2 separate regions of the Oryzias latipes genome follow, and region 2 is linked to region 1. A link is a contact called in public Hi-C data. All regions are on one chromosome and are shown on one strand. The core of a region is the stretch at or near the end of the contact, and the rest is flanking DNA. Distances in the headings are between cores, read along the strand shown.

Region 1 (6,891 bases), core at 4,317-6,816:
TATAAGACTTCTCTCTTTAGGATAGTAAAACAAGAAGAGCGTGTGAATGGGCTGCCAGATACATTTAGGGCTTTTGTGCGTTGGCTCTCTCTCACATCTATTTTATAAAACAGTCTTTGCTCTCAGGACAGTAAAAGAGTCATTGCAGCTTTTACAAGATTCTCAAATGAATATTATACACCTTTGAAAAAGGGAGTTCTGGGAGTTCTAAATGGATGCCTGACACACCCACGTGCCCCTCTCATTCGTGAGCATGCTCGCTGTCTGCTGGTTGATAAGTGCCAGAAAAGACTGTGGGAGCTTTTGACCCACAGCCATGTTATTTGTATAATTACTAGTTTTTGGACATTGAGTGGGAGGGCAGCAGTTGACCATGAAGCCGTACTGTCAGGGTCGGTCTATAATTAGCAGCTTTTCAGCAGGTCAGAGAGGGGGGAGACGGAAGTGTGGGTGCTGTCTAATCAGCTTTACATCAGAGAGTGGGAGGAGGAAAGAGGCGTGTTGAATACATAGAGGCTTCAATTACACTGCTTTGCATGCATCACACACCCAAAAAAGTTGGATTTCTGTTGCTGTAGGGGACTCTGACTTTTAATCATTTTCTGTTGACTTGGACTAAGCCTGACTAACCCCTCAGCAAATGTTTAACCAAACTAAACATTGAAACCAAGTCATTACAGACTTGATCTCTAGTGTGATCTGAAAATCTTGAATAATTATTTAGGAGGGTGGGGCAAAGCAATGGGGGATGGTTCACTTATTCAAACTTTATATTTCGCTCACCGATTTTGAACGTCTGTATCATCGTCAGGTACAATACTTTTTACTGCTGCTTTGGTACAGCGGAGGCATTCTACAAGGTGATCACTGAGGAGATGTCAGCTCGGAAGGTGTGCTGATAAGTGTTTATGACTTATAGATTGTTGAAAAAACAGTGAGAAGGAATGTGAATCACGTTAAAAGTTGTTTTAATGAGCCTGCATTCATCTGACCAAATTTCAATGTGTTGCTGTGTCTCATCGTCATGGGCACTTCCTTCTTACCGTGTTTATATCCCATAATACCCGGCTACGGGGGCCTTTTGTTTCAGTTGTTCCACTCCAGGATTGGATTGCATTCAGATTGAGGAAAACTCAGAGCAACGCTCAGTTTGATTGGAAACAAACCAAGAACCGATAGGTCCAAAAGCAGGTTCTGGTCCTGGACCAGGTTTCGCCTGGGCATTCAGATTGAAAATGTGTTCTTGATTATTGGGGTAAACCAACTCTGGTTCACGTTAAGCGAGCCAAATGTGTCCACCCTGAATACAGCCGTGTAAACTATCAGATGTAATCATTTTTACTACAGATATATAGTGAGCCATTTATTTTTTCCTTTTCAGTAAGGTTTTCTTTTTTTATTTTTACAAGCACAGATTCTAACAAAAAAGCCAACACATTTTGTTCTAGAACATAAAAAATACAGTTTTATTTACGAAAAAATAAAATATGATTGAAAATGTAAAATTGAATCAACCATACCTCACTAAATAGCAAACATTTCAGGATTCCTTTGCTTTTGTATGTTTTTTTTTACACTAAGTTGTGGAAGTGATTAGACTGAGGTGTTTTAAATGTCTAGAGAAAGGCAGACATGCTGAGTCTCCTGTTCAAGGTGCAATTATGTAATTGTTGAGCTTTACACAACCTGCTGTGCCTATAAAAAGCTCCTGCAAGAAACATGCTAAAAGAGGTTAATTGTATTTATTTTTGGAGACCATGAAGTCTCCCTTTCCAAGCTCTCCATGGAGGCAGAACAGTTTTGCTCAAAAGTAGATTTTTAAACTTAAGCACAAGTCCCGACATCTTTTTTCGAAGATAACTGAGTTTTCCTTAGGTCACAATTTGTATTCATGTTCACTTTTTACTGGCTTTCAGAAGTCAGTGCCTGTCCACACCTCTTGCTATTTCGATACGCATTAGCCGGAATTCTCAGCCTTGGTCATTTGCTTTTGCCTCTGAAATACATTGGCAGAAAAGGCAGTTTATCTGGATTTCCACTGACTCAATGCACTGCATGCAGCATGTGATCAGACAAGGAAATGAAACTGTTTATTTGTGTTTAGCTTTTTTTGTTAGCAGCTTGTTGCAAATGCAGACATAATTTAAGATGAAAAAAGTTTGTAACAAAATTAAGAAAGATAGACTGGTAGATGTTTACATTTTTCTTCAATGGCATTTATTGTAGTAGGTTTAGGGGCTGTCATCTGGACTAAAGTCCATTGTCATGGTAGGGATAACACGTCAATGAAAGGGTGGGGTCATCTAAGATAGCACAAGGGTTAAATAAAACACTGTACTGTTGAGCGTTTTGTGTTTTAAAGGTCTTTTTGTCAGTTCATTTCAATTTTATTCCTATAGCCCAATTTTACATCAATAGTCATCTTAATGGGCTTCATCCTGGTAATTTGTATAATAAACGTGAAATCATAAAGAACATGAAGTCATAAAATTCAACAGGTAATGACTAAGCTAAACTTAACAGACTAGGCTAAACTGGGCATCTCTGCCCTTAGACCCTCCTTCGCGGAAAGGAAAAACTCCCAAAAAACAAATGTGAAAAAAGGAGACATGAAGAAGAGATCCTCTTCCTAGGAGGGACAGGCGATGCACCAGAACTCTTGGAGAAGAATTAGCTTATTTAACTCTACAACTACGTGTTTAAATCGTCCAGATGAGCTTCATCCAGATGAGTTGGGGGACGGCAGGGGGCGTAAGACGAGCCAGAGGCAAGGTCCACGACCAAGTGTAGGAGCAGGAGCAGAGACGAGTCAGAGACGAGGTACACGGTCAGGTACAGGAGCACAGATGAGCCAACCGGAAACTGGAATCACTCCCACTGCCCAGGAGGGGAGTGGAAAGGAGGGACAAGGCATGAATTGCACTGCATGCACTGTGATTGGAAATATGTTTTATGATAGCATTGATAGGTGTAAAAACCCCTATAGCTGCTTAAATTTAGTAAGAAAACAAGTCCATATAAACGTAAACCAAGTAAGATAAGGCCTTAGAGAGAACTGCCTCTGGGTGGATACAGGTAGTCTGTGGGAAAAACATGGGTAAACCTGGGCACGCCACGCAGGTTGGCCACACCGAATTTTAAACTCGTAGACTATTCATTGAGCCTGTAGAGCAAAAACAGTTACGAACATCTTTCTATGGGGATGTTGCGGGTGACAGGCAGTAGCGAACACTGATACAACACATAGGGGAAGAATGAGGTGAGACGAGGGCACATTGTAGGGATTTTGCATTTTTTTGTGTGCTGTGCAGTGTGCACTGGCTGTTAGTGCTGTTAAAGTAATAAGTGCGTGTTCTGGTGCAGAACTGTTAGAAATGAGGAAATTAGATGATCCGATTTGTGTGGGCATCCTTACATATCACCTGCACACCCCATGTGTGCAGCATGTGCACGCATCTCACTATACTGACTAGAGTATAGTGTTGTACAACATCATCACCAATGCATCATGAGTGTAACTTACAATACCTTTACAAATACTTTACGATACACTTACTAGACACACAAGACACTGTACATTCCAGTTTCATGACGTTCCTTATGCATTGTGGCCCCACAAGCCTCAAGGGAACTGCAAGACACACCTGCGCTCCCTTCAAGATCCAGCCACACCTGCCTACAACCCAAAACCGGCAATACCCGTACGGTCAACCCCTTGTACCGGTGCATGTGACTTAGTCATAAATTGAGACTGACAAAAAAGCCAGATTAAACAAAGAAGCATAACACAATCATGAAGAAACATATTTAAAGTCAGGGATTTTCCAATAAGTTAGCAGTTTTTGCTTCTTTTTTTTTACCTCGTGAGCCGCAGACCAGCACGCCCTGGTGTAAAACATGGTCAAAGAAGGATGCATGCAGCTGTGGCTACTCTGTCAACAATGAGACTGAGAAAAGTCTGAGAGTTCCCATCATTTACAACAATCACCGTTAGGTAATTTAAAGGCGAACAGGATGAAAGGTTTAGTATTAGTCATCATGAATCCATAAAAAATAGATATATACCAGTCAAGCATGATGCTTCATTGGGACATGATGTGCCAGGAAATTCCCCGGCTGAGCTTTGGCGTGGAAGATGAATAAGTGATGACAAATACCCAGCTGAAACCGTGCATGTGTTTTTTTTGTTTTACCCACATGTTCAACATGATGAATAAGCAGTAAATTTAGCTTCATTATTATTGAGTTCATGGAGTTATTGGATTAGACTGATTTAATGTTTGATTTATTTGATGAAGGATTGTTTTTTTTCTTATCAGGAAGACTTTGAGACTTCTCCTGAGAGCGCACAGTCATTCTGCACAGCTGTGACAAATGTTTTCAGCTAACACAGACATTACATCATTTCATAAATGTAATGGAAAGGATCAACTTTAATTAGAACTTGAAGGACCATTAAATCACTTTTTTCCTGTTAAAATTACCTAAATGACTAAAATGAATGCATTATTATGTTAAAAAGAAATCTATAAATTGCTATTTAACTAAAAACAAATGCCTTTAAAGTGAGTAATTACAAAAGGGGTGAGAAAACATTTTTATTTTTTTAAAAAGGGACAAGAACAATTCATTGTTATGTTAAAACAGCAATAATCTTATGTGGGGGTTTTTTACAGAGAGAAAATCAACATTAGAATAGCGTAGTCACAGTAACATTTATTTTAGCTGTATCACTCTGTTTTTTACATGGTGCAAACAAGGTTGGGGATTCCAGGTATTGTAAATACACTAATGTGACTAACACTTCTAACGTGGCTAACGTGTAGCGTGTTACAAATAAGTTCTATATTTACTGTGAGTGAAGTCTCACTGAAAGACAGACTTTTCTCTGACTCTTTTGTCTTCCTTAATAGTTCGATGCTCTTTATATGCGACACAATTACGAAAAACGACCATTTATTGACGGTGCGCCTTATAATCTGGTGCACCCTACAGTGCGGAAAATATGTAAAAAATACAAATAAATCATTAAAAAGTGAGTCACTTGAGAAAAGTCATGCGTATTTCGGTCTTTAAATGTTTTTTTGTTTTTTATGTTCACAGTTTTCTTTTCTTTTCACATTTCAAGTGTTCTTATTTAGGAATTTGTGCTTTTAAGTACGATAGTTAATGCTCCATCCTAAAGCAATCTGTTTTTTTTAACTACACTGAAACCTTAAAACAGATTTAAAACATTCAATCCCCTATGTTTTTAATAAAATAAAGTTTTCTAAAGTTGCTTTATTGCTAAACAATAAAAAAATGACTTTTTTTTAAAGGTTTAGGAAGTGAATTTAAAGAATACTCGTTTGACTAAGTTTTTCTAAAAGTACCAGCCTCTAAGTCCCACAACTAGCCTTTAATCCTCCACTCACACACCTGCAGGAGGCAGACATACACGCACACACAAAACCCCCATTCTAACCCTTGATCGGTTGACCTCTCAGTTGGATTTATACTCAGTCCAAACGACATGTAAGATGATTGGATCAAGTTAGAAACCCCCCACCCCCGCACCTTTCCAGTGTTGATAGTGGGTGTCTGTGTCGGCCATTTGCCTTAAGGCCATGTGGGGCTGCAGACCAACAGAGGCATGTCTAGACGTCTGGATGCTGCATGATTCACTCATAAAGCTCCAGGAAAGAAAACACAGGGTTGATTGTCCTCTAACTTCACCTAGACGTTTACTTTAGAGGCATTGTTTCGACACAGATGCAATGTACAGCTGCAGAGCAACAGATGTAAGAAGTGCAGAGTCAAGTGTCAGATGTGGCAAAAAAGAAAAGAAAAAAAGAGTAAAAGGATAAAAGTGAACCGTCGTCTGATTTCTTGAACTGTCACTTTTAACCAGTGAACTATTTTGAGTGTTCTATTGACAATCATTACTGGAGAAGAATTCCCTAAAGCAGTGCGGGGGAAATTAGATCAAGTTTACTCCTCCCCATTAAAATTGGTTACAGTCAAGTTTCTCTGCATTTGAATAAAACAATTGTGGGAACAGACATTGATTTTTATACATCTGCCCAAGGTTTTGAATATTTATATCTAAGTAAGTTCAGAACAAAGTTCAAAGAAAATGGCAAAGTAGTGAGAATAAAAAGCTTTCAAGTTGCACCTTAGACTCCACTACCCTCAGATAGTTATACAGTATTTAATGACTTTAAAACAGTTAATAGTTAATTATTTAAGCTAAATCAGATGTGTATTGCTATCAGTGTGTGAATGGGTGACTAAGACCTGTCGCACGCAGCATGCCCGTACAAAGACAATGTGCATGCACAATTTCTCTGTGCAGGCTCATCGATTAGTCTACAATCTAAAGATTTTACGCAAGCCATACAGGTTTGCCCATTTTTCACCAGGAGACAGCCCATATCCACACGTACAAGCAGTTATGACTAGGGCATTAAGACTTTGCTGTCATGATACAATTTACACTGTTGGATCACAGCTGATTCAAATGTCTCCTGTTGTGTCTATTTGTGTTTTTAATGGCTTTTTCTGTGTCTTTTTTGTAGAAACATCTAAGGTTATTTAGGGACAGCCAAGGAAGGGTTGCAGGTTTTTTTGTCTGTTTTAATGTCATTCTTTAAGCCTTGTGCTATCTTAGATGACCCCACCCTTTTATTGACGTGTTCTCCCTACCATGACAAAGGTGGATAAAGGTGGAAAGGTTTCATGTAATCCATGGACACCAGTGAAGATCACAAATCATTGAAGAAAAAAGGTTCAGCGCACTGTCTAGTGGGTCTAGATGACCCAACTCCCAATGTTAAAGTGCCTAGGATAGCACAAGGGTGAATGGACGACATCTCTGTCTAAGGTTTTTAGGAGCTTATAAAAACATCACAT
Region 2 (6,607 bases), core at 2,434-4,933, 53 kb before region 1:
GTAGATTAGGAAAAAAATGTCCAACTCCCGAAGACTATTGTGCAATCCCTCCGTTATCTGTGCACTTAGGACATACAAAAACAAAATAAAACAAAAACACTAGAAACAGCCGGACTTGTCAAGATGTGTTTTAATAAAAAGTACACTTGTGGCTTTATCACCCTCTAATGGTTTTGGCCTTCCTTCCTACTGGCAAAGTTGTGTATTGCGAGAGTTATGCCACATTTAAAGTGTATTTATTTATTTGATACAGGGACAGCGCATATTAATAAACATGTCTGTCAATATGCCAGAGTTAGCCAAAGGGCTATTTTTTTCATCTGCAGTCCCTAGGTAGATGTTAAAATCACCCTAAAAGATCAAAATAAAATTACATATTTACAAAAAATTACGTGCGTATATTAAACCATGCATCCAGTAAAACTAGCAGTTAACCTAAAAGCAAATTGGCAATAAAATAATCCAAAATCTGACAAATGTATGAGCATATACACACATACAAGACAAGATGGTAGCGGGGATCAGTGAGTGGAGGTTTACTCAGTGTTGATTGCTCTGATTGTCAATGAGCCATTTCTTTAACTGTCTTGAATGAATTACATTTTGATTTCTAATAGTTATGGGGGTGAAGTTCCACTCAGTAGCAGCTCTAACAGAAAAAGCAGTCTGACCAAAAACACTTTTTCTAAAGGGAATGATACAGTCTCATCTGACTGCACTCTGAGTTCTGTTGTGATCTGCTGTCTGGATGTTAAACTGGTGAAGAGGAGGGGATGATAAGCCATGAATGATTTTGTACATGAGACAGAGATTTGAACATTTGACCACGTTTTTTCCAACTCAGTAATCCATGTTTTCTTATCCAAAGTTTGTTTGTATGATGTTTGCAGATGTTTTAAAGATGTATTGCAACCCTGTGACCAGACAGGTAAACAGTAAGTGATATGTGAGAAAATCATGGTGTGCATGTACATTTTTACTGACTGTGTGGACATCTGATGGTGAATGTGTCTAACATTACTGAGGTTTAATTTGATTCTATTGCAGCCCCATTTAGATATGTGATTTGAAAGACAGCTTTGAATCCATCATAAAACCCAGATAGTTGTGTTCTGACACAATCTGCAGCCTTTCTCCTGAAACAAAAACATCTGGTTCAGCAGTGAAATTATTATTGGACTTGGTGAAAAACATTGTAACTGTTTTGGATGTGTTTAACTGCATGCAAGAGTACTTCAACCAAGCCGTGATTTTAACCATAGCATTGGTGAGCTTCTCAGCCACCTGAGAGGAACTACTGCCGTGAACATAGACCACAGTGTCATCAGTTTAACCCTTGTGTTATCCTAGGCACTTTAGCATTGGGAGTTGGGTCATCTAGACCCACTAGACAGTGAGCTGCACCTTTTTTCCTCAATGATTTGTGATCTTCACTGGTGTCCATGGATTACATGAAATCTTTCCACCTTTATCCACCTTTGTCATGGTAGGGAGAACAAGTCAATGTAAGGGTGGGGTCATCTAAGATAGCACAAGGACAAGATGGAAGGTCATTAAAGTAAAGTAAAAAACACAAAGGTACCAAAACTGAGCCTTGAGGAAGACCATTTGGCAGACTGAGAGCTGCAGACTTAAATGACTAGACTTTGACATGTTGGGAGCGGTCAGTGAAATAAGACTCAATCCATTGCAGTGCATCAGAAGAAAAGTTAAAATTGCATAATTTTGACGGTAAGATTTTGCGATTAACAGTGTCAAAAGCCTTCTTGAGATCCAGAAAAATGGCACCAACAGCCCCCCTCCAGCAAAATCCTGTTATTTTCAGTGAAAAAGCAGGTAGCAGTCTCAGTGAAATAATTAGCTCTAAAGCCAAACTGAACTCTCCTGAATTTGTACACGTAGGAAACATGCCACACATCTTTCCAAGCTTCTTGCATCTCATTTTGTGCACGATGTGCACCTGCATTGGCACTGAGCAGGACGCGTGATCTGCGGCTGCCACAAAGCCTGGCCAAGTTTCCCTGAGAGCCCGCTGACATCACAGCCTCCTGCCACATCCGCATGGGCCTGATGCCACTCTCCCTTGGCCCGTTCGCAGAACCGCCCGCTCTATGAGGGCTTTCATGTCCATCAGGCCATGTCATGGGTTTAGCAGTGAGTTCATTTCCCAGGCCAGAGTCCAGAGGATGTTTGATTTGGCCTTGGGCTGCAATTATCTGACTAAAGTGGAGGTATTGGCGATCTGTTTACATCCTGCTCCTTTCAAAAACTGTGGGGAGCCGTAGTAGCTATGAAAATGTGAGTGTGGATTTTGCATACTATTATACTTATATTGTGAAAATTTCTTAGTTTATAGTAAGTCATAGGGGATTGCATTGGATTTCTCTGAGCACTTAGCAAAGTAAATGCTGGGTGTGTCTATAATTAAAGGCCTACGAGTGTTTCAGCAAGCATGTGAAGAAACAGGCTTAATGTCATGGCACTAAAGTCAACACACGCACACCTTCAAAATCCATGAGACATGGTCAAATCCACTTTGACCATGTCAAAGGTGAAGCTATGTAGTAAACTACATTTTTAAGAGCATGACCACGCCTCAGCCACCTGACAGCCATCTGTCATCACTCGGCAACAACCTGTAATCACCTCATGACAGGTGATCTACAAACACCTGACAAATATATTTAAACCCTATTTAAACACAGATAAATCATCTGGCGCTGTTTCTCTTCATACCCTCAACCCCACCCACCTCCCATCATCTGCTCTGATGATCCCTCCTTATCCATCCTGTCATTCCTTCCTCCTACTCACATGCTCTCCTTATGGACATACTTCCTCTGCATTTCATTCTGATCCCACCCGTGGGGACTGATAAAGGAAGTTTGAATGGAACTGAATCAATGGATCTATTCTTTTCTATTGTCCACACAGACGCCAATCATTTATCTCTCATTCCATTCATCCATATTTTAGCTAAACCTTTTGCGCAATCTTGTAACCATCCCTTTCTCCTACTCTTCTGCTATCCTTATCTTGTACCCAAACACACTCGTCACCCTAAAACCATTTTTTCTACGTTCTATTTATTTCCTCGTGATTTCCTCATGGTTTGCTCTAAAAACAATTTATTAGCTTTAAAATGACTTTTTGTCAAGAAAAAAAAAGCTAATGAGAAACTTCTTTTTGCTGTTAGAACTTTTTTGGAGCTCTTCCAATCTCAGACACTAAAAATGTAAGCGCTATTGGGTCGCTTTGGGTTAAGCATCACAATTTTTGTCATGATTTATTTTATGGAGGGTTTGCTGAGGCCCCATAACATGAGTGTGTCACAGCTTCATGCCCTGACATCATTTACAGTTACATACATTTACACACTAAAACACACTCAATGTCCCATTTGGTTTTTTTCCACCTCCCCATTCAAAGAGCTATTTTGTTAAGATGCTGTAAGAAGGATCAGTCATTGACAGTCGGTGACCTCAGCCTAAGAACAAGTACCTTGACCTCATCTGTCAACTTTACAATACAACACACACACACACACACAAACTGTTGAGTCACTGGACCACAGCAATGCCATTAGGGGAATGGAAAGATGACATCACCTCCACAAGTGTTGTCAGGGGGGAGGGCAAAGGGAGGAATGGGATGAAACCACAATGGGCGCGGCCATTGTTTGGCAGGAGGGGAGTTAAGGTACATGTGTGGGATTTGTGCATGTGACAGTGTGGGTATGTGTGCGTCTGTGCGTGCCTTAGCTGCTCAGTTGTGTGTGGGCATCTGAGCGTGACTCAGGTCACCGGGCTGAGAGGAACAGCCCTTCTGACTCACACTCTGACTGAGAGAGGAGGCCTTCCTGGTCATTCTTGGGTTTCCCGCCAAGTTCTACCCAATTGTTTACGTGTCCTCCTCCCCCATCACGGTACAGCACTCCCCCACTCAATACCCCTCCCTCCTTTTCTTTCCCTGAGCATTCTATCTTTTCTGGCCTTTGACCTCTTGGCCCTGTTGACTCAAGGGGCCGGGAGAAACCACTGAGACCTCCTCGTGCCTCTGCTCTGAAATACTGCTTATGCATACAAATGTGCACGTGTGTTTGTGACAAACAGAGGCAAAGAAATAATCCCAACCAATTTTTCATTTTCAGGACTTGTTTTTTTATTTTTTTATTTCCATACTGCTTTTGTTTTCAGTTTAAAAAACATGAAGGATTTTAAAATCCTTTTTAGAAGCAGCTGGAACAAGACAAAGATACTGCCTAATGAGGTTAGGCCACTAGGATTTAGGTAAATTGAAGAACTATGCATAACATAACATTTATAGTTTAGAAGATACTTTCATCTGACTTTTATTCAAAAACAAACATTTCAGATGTAAAGAGATTACTGAGAAAATAGTCATCTGCAGCAGAAACAGAACAAGCAGGAAGTTGGCAGAACGGGAAACTGCACACACATGCTCACCTTGCAAAGTCCCATTCCCATCATCTTTTGATCTTTTGTAAAAGTGATCCCATGGTCTTTAAATAATGATTATGAGGTTTTTAGCCCAAATCATAAAACATGTTTTTTTCTAGGACATAAGTTCTGCAAAGTGGGAGTAATTCATTAGAAATTTGCCTCTGAGTTGTGGGTGGAAGCGTTGGCGCAGAGCAACCCAGCTGACCTTTATCTTTCCGGTACTGAGAGCTCAGAGCAGGGAGTTTGTGGCCCACCCGGTGTGTTCTTTATGTCACACATACGCTCTTCTCCAAACAGCATTTTTACATCTGGTCCTGATTCACAACGATTTCAAGAAAGAAATAGTCAGAAATGCAATTTTTAGCCAAGTGTTCTTTAAATTTGTCTACCATCATGAGAAAAATGCCTCAGAATTATGTTAAAAACACCAAGAACTCAATTTTCATTAACATGGGTCTTTAAAAAGACTAAAAAGACTAAAACTAAAGAAATTATAATGACGACTTTTGTTTTTGCTCTCATGAGATAAACCCAAACATCTGAAACATTTTCTATAAACACAAAATAACAGTTTTTCTCAAATATCTGTCTAAATCTGCATTAGTGAGCACTTCTCCTTTGCTAACATAATCCAGCCCACCTCACAGGTGTGCCATATCAAGATGCTGAGTAGACAGCATGATCATTGCACAGGTGTGCCTTAGACTGGCCATAATAAAAGGCCACTCTGAAACGAGGCCATTTAAAACCAATCACTATCACAGATTTAGACACATTTGTGAACAGTATATTTCAGAGAAATGGTTATTTTTTTGTATGTGAAAAATGTTTGAAATTGTTTAGTGTTTTTTTAATAAAAAACACAAATAATGAAATAGAAGAATAACACAATAGAAAAGTAATATAATCTTTTGTAGCTCTGATACGGAAGTGTAATTAGTCATAAACTGGATTAACAAGCGTGTCAATCTTCATTATGCTCAGGCATTTTGTTAGTTGAATCAAATTGAACTGTCCCATTATAAAATCATTACAAAATGAAATAAACTGATTATAACCGATGCTGGAAAATATCATCCGGATTGAGACAAGTTGGTGTACTTTACTCTACAGTTAAAAACAACCAAGTGACATCAAAGCGGACAACCCAATTGTGATGACAGCAAAAACATGATCAGTCCATCATTCCAGTCCAATGTGTGGAAACACTTTGAATTTAGCAAAGACATGTGATCACACAGAATGTTCTAATAACATTCCCTCAGCACAAATTATGATGTGAATCCTTGTTAAAATGAAATGTCACACCCCTAATGCAGTTAAATGCAGTCCAGAATAAACTTGACTGTAAATAAAAATGTAGATGTTGCTTTGTGGAAAAAATTTTTTAATTGATTATTGTTCTAAAGAAATTGATAAATGCAAAAAATGCACCTTGTTTTCACATTTTCTTCTTCTCCTCTACTAATTTCAGCTTGTGCATCTTCATACTCACTTTTTGCTGCATGTTTCACTTCTTCCATCGTATCAGGTTTTAACTTCACACTTTAGAAAAGTGTAAGAATCCTTTATTGTTTTTCTTGTCATTTTGCAAACGAACCAACCTCCAACTTCCATAAAAATATGCCTTCTTGACTGTGAAGGAATTGAGTGTCCCAGCACAACAAACCAAACATGCGTGTTATATTTTAAAGGTGCATATTATAAAGATAAAACATTCAAAATAAATAATAAAAACAACAACTACTATTACAATTTAACAGCTGTTGTATAGAACTTTAGCTTTTTCCTTTTAAAACAAATTTGAAGTGATGCAACAAAAACATTGCAACCACAATACAAAATCCAAATTAAAATGTGTAAAAAAATCTAAATAAACAAAAAAAATACTTTAATCACAGTGAAGGTTGACATTTAGAAAACCTGTGTCTCATCTTTGAGGATGTGATCTGGATTCTTCTGTCAGTATTGCTCTGCTCTGTTCTGGAGAAGATTCTCTCAGGTGTAAAAGGCAGACTATCCTAATGGATCTTTAGCTCTTTTAAATAATGACAATGCATTTTTGAGGATAATTTGTGCTTAAAATACATCGTAATTGCAATAAAATTATTTTTTTGTATCAATTATTTGACTTAGAGGACTTT

Evidence for each region. A called contact is a pair of places that touch in the nucleus more often than the background predicts.
Region 2: a contact with region 1 is called in a Hi-C map of embryo, with 1.9 times the contacts expected there. The contact joins two enhancer-like sites. A contact is called at or near these places in 2 of 5 Hi-C or Micro-C datasets (embryo and gastrula embryo).

Annotation. Positions count from the first base shown.
Region 1 is chr6:10,762,031-10,768,921 of ASM223467v1, reverse strand. No RefSeq gene overlaps it. Among protein-coding and RNA genes, the nearest start is that of cdkn1c, 61 kb to the right of the region's middle. Within about 2 kb of position 5,566, at least 2 of the 8 cell types and tissues checked have an H3K27ac peak or open chromatin away from gene starts, as enhancers often do. A contact at or near this core is called in embryo and gastrula embryo, where this site is marked.
Region 2 is chr6:10,813,302-10,819,908 of ASM223467v1, reverse strand. No RefSeq gene overlaps it. Among protein-coding and RNA genes, the nearest start is that of LOC101173859, 53 kb to the left of the region's middle. Within about 2 kb of position 3,683, at least 6 of the 8 cell types and tissues checked have an H3K27ac peak or open chromatin away from gene starts, as enhancers often do. A contact at or near this core is called in embryo and gastrula embryo, where this site is marked.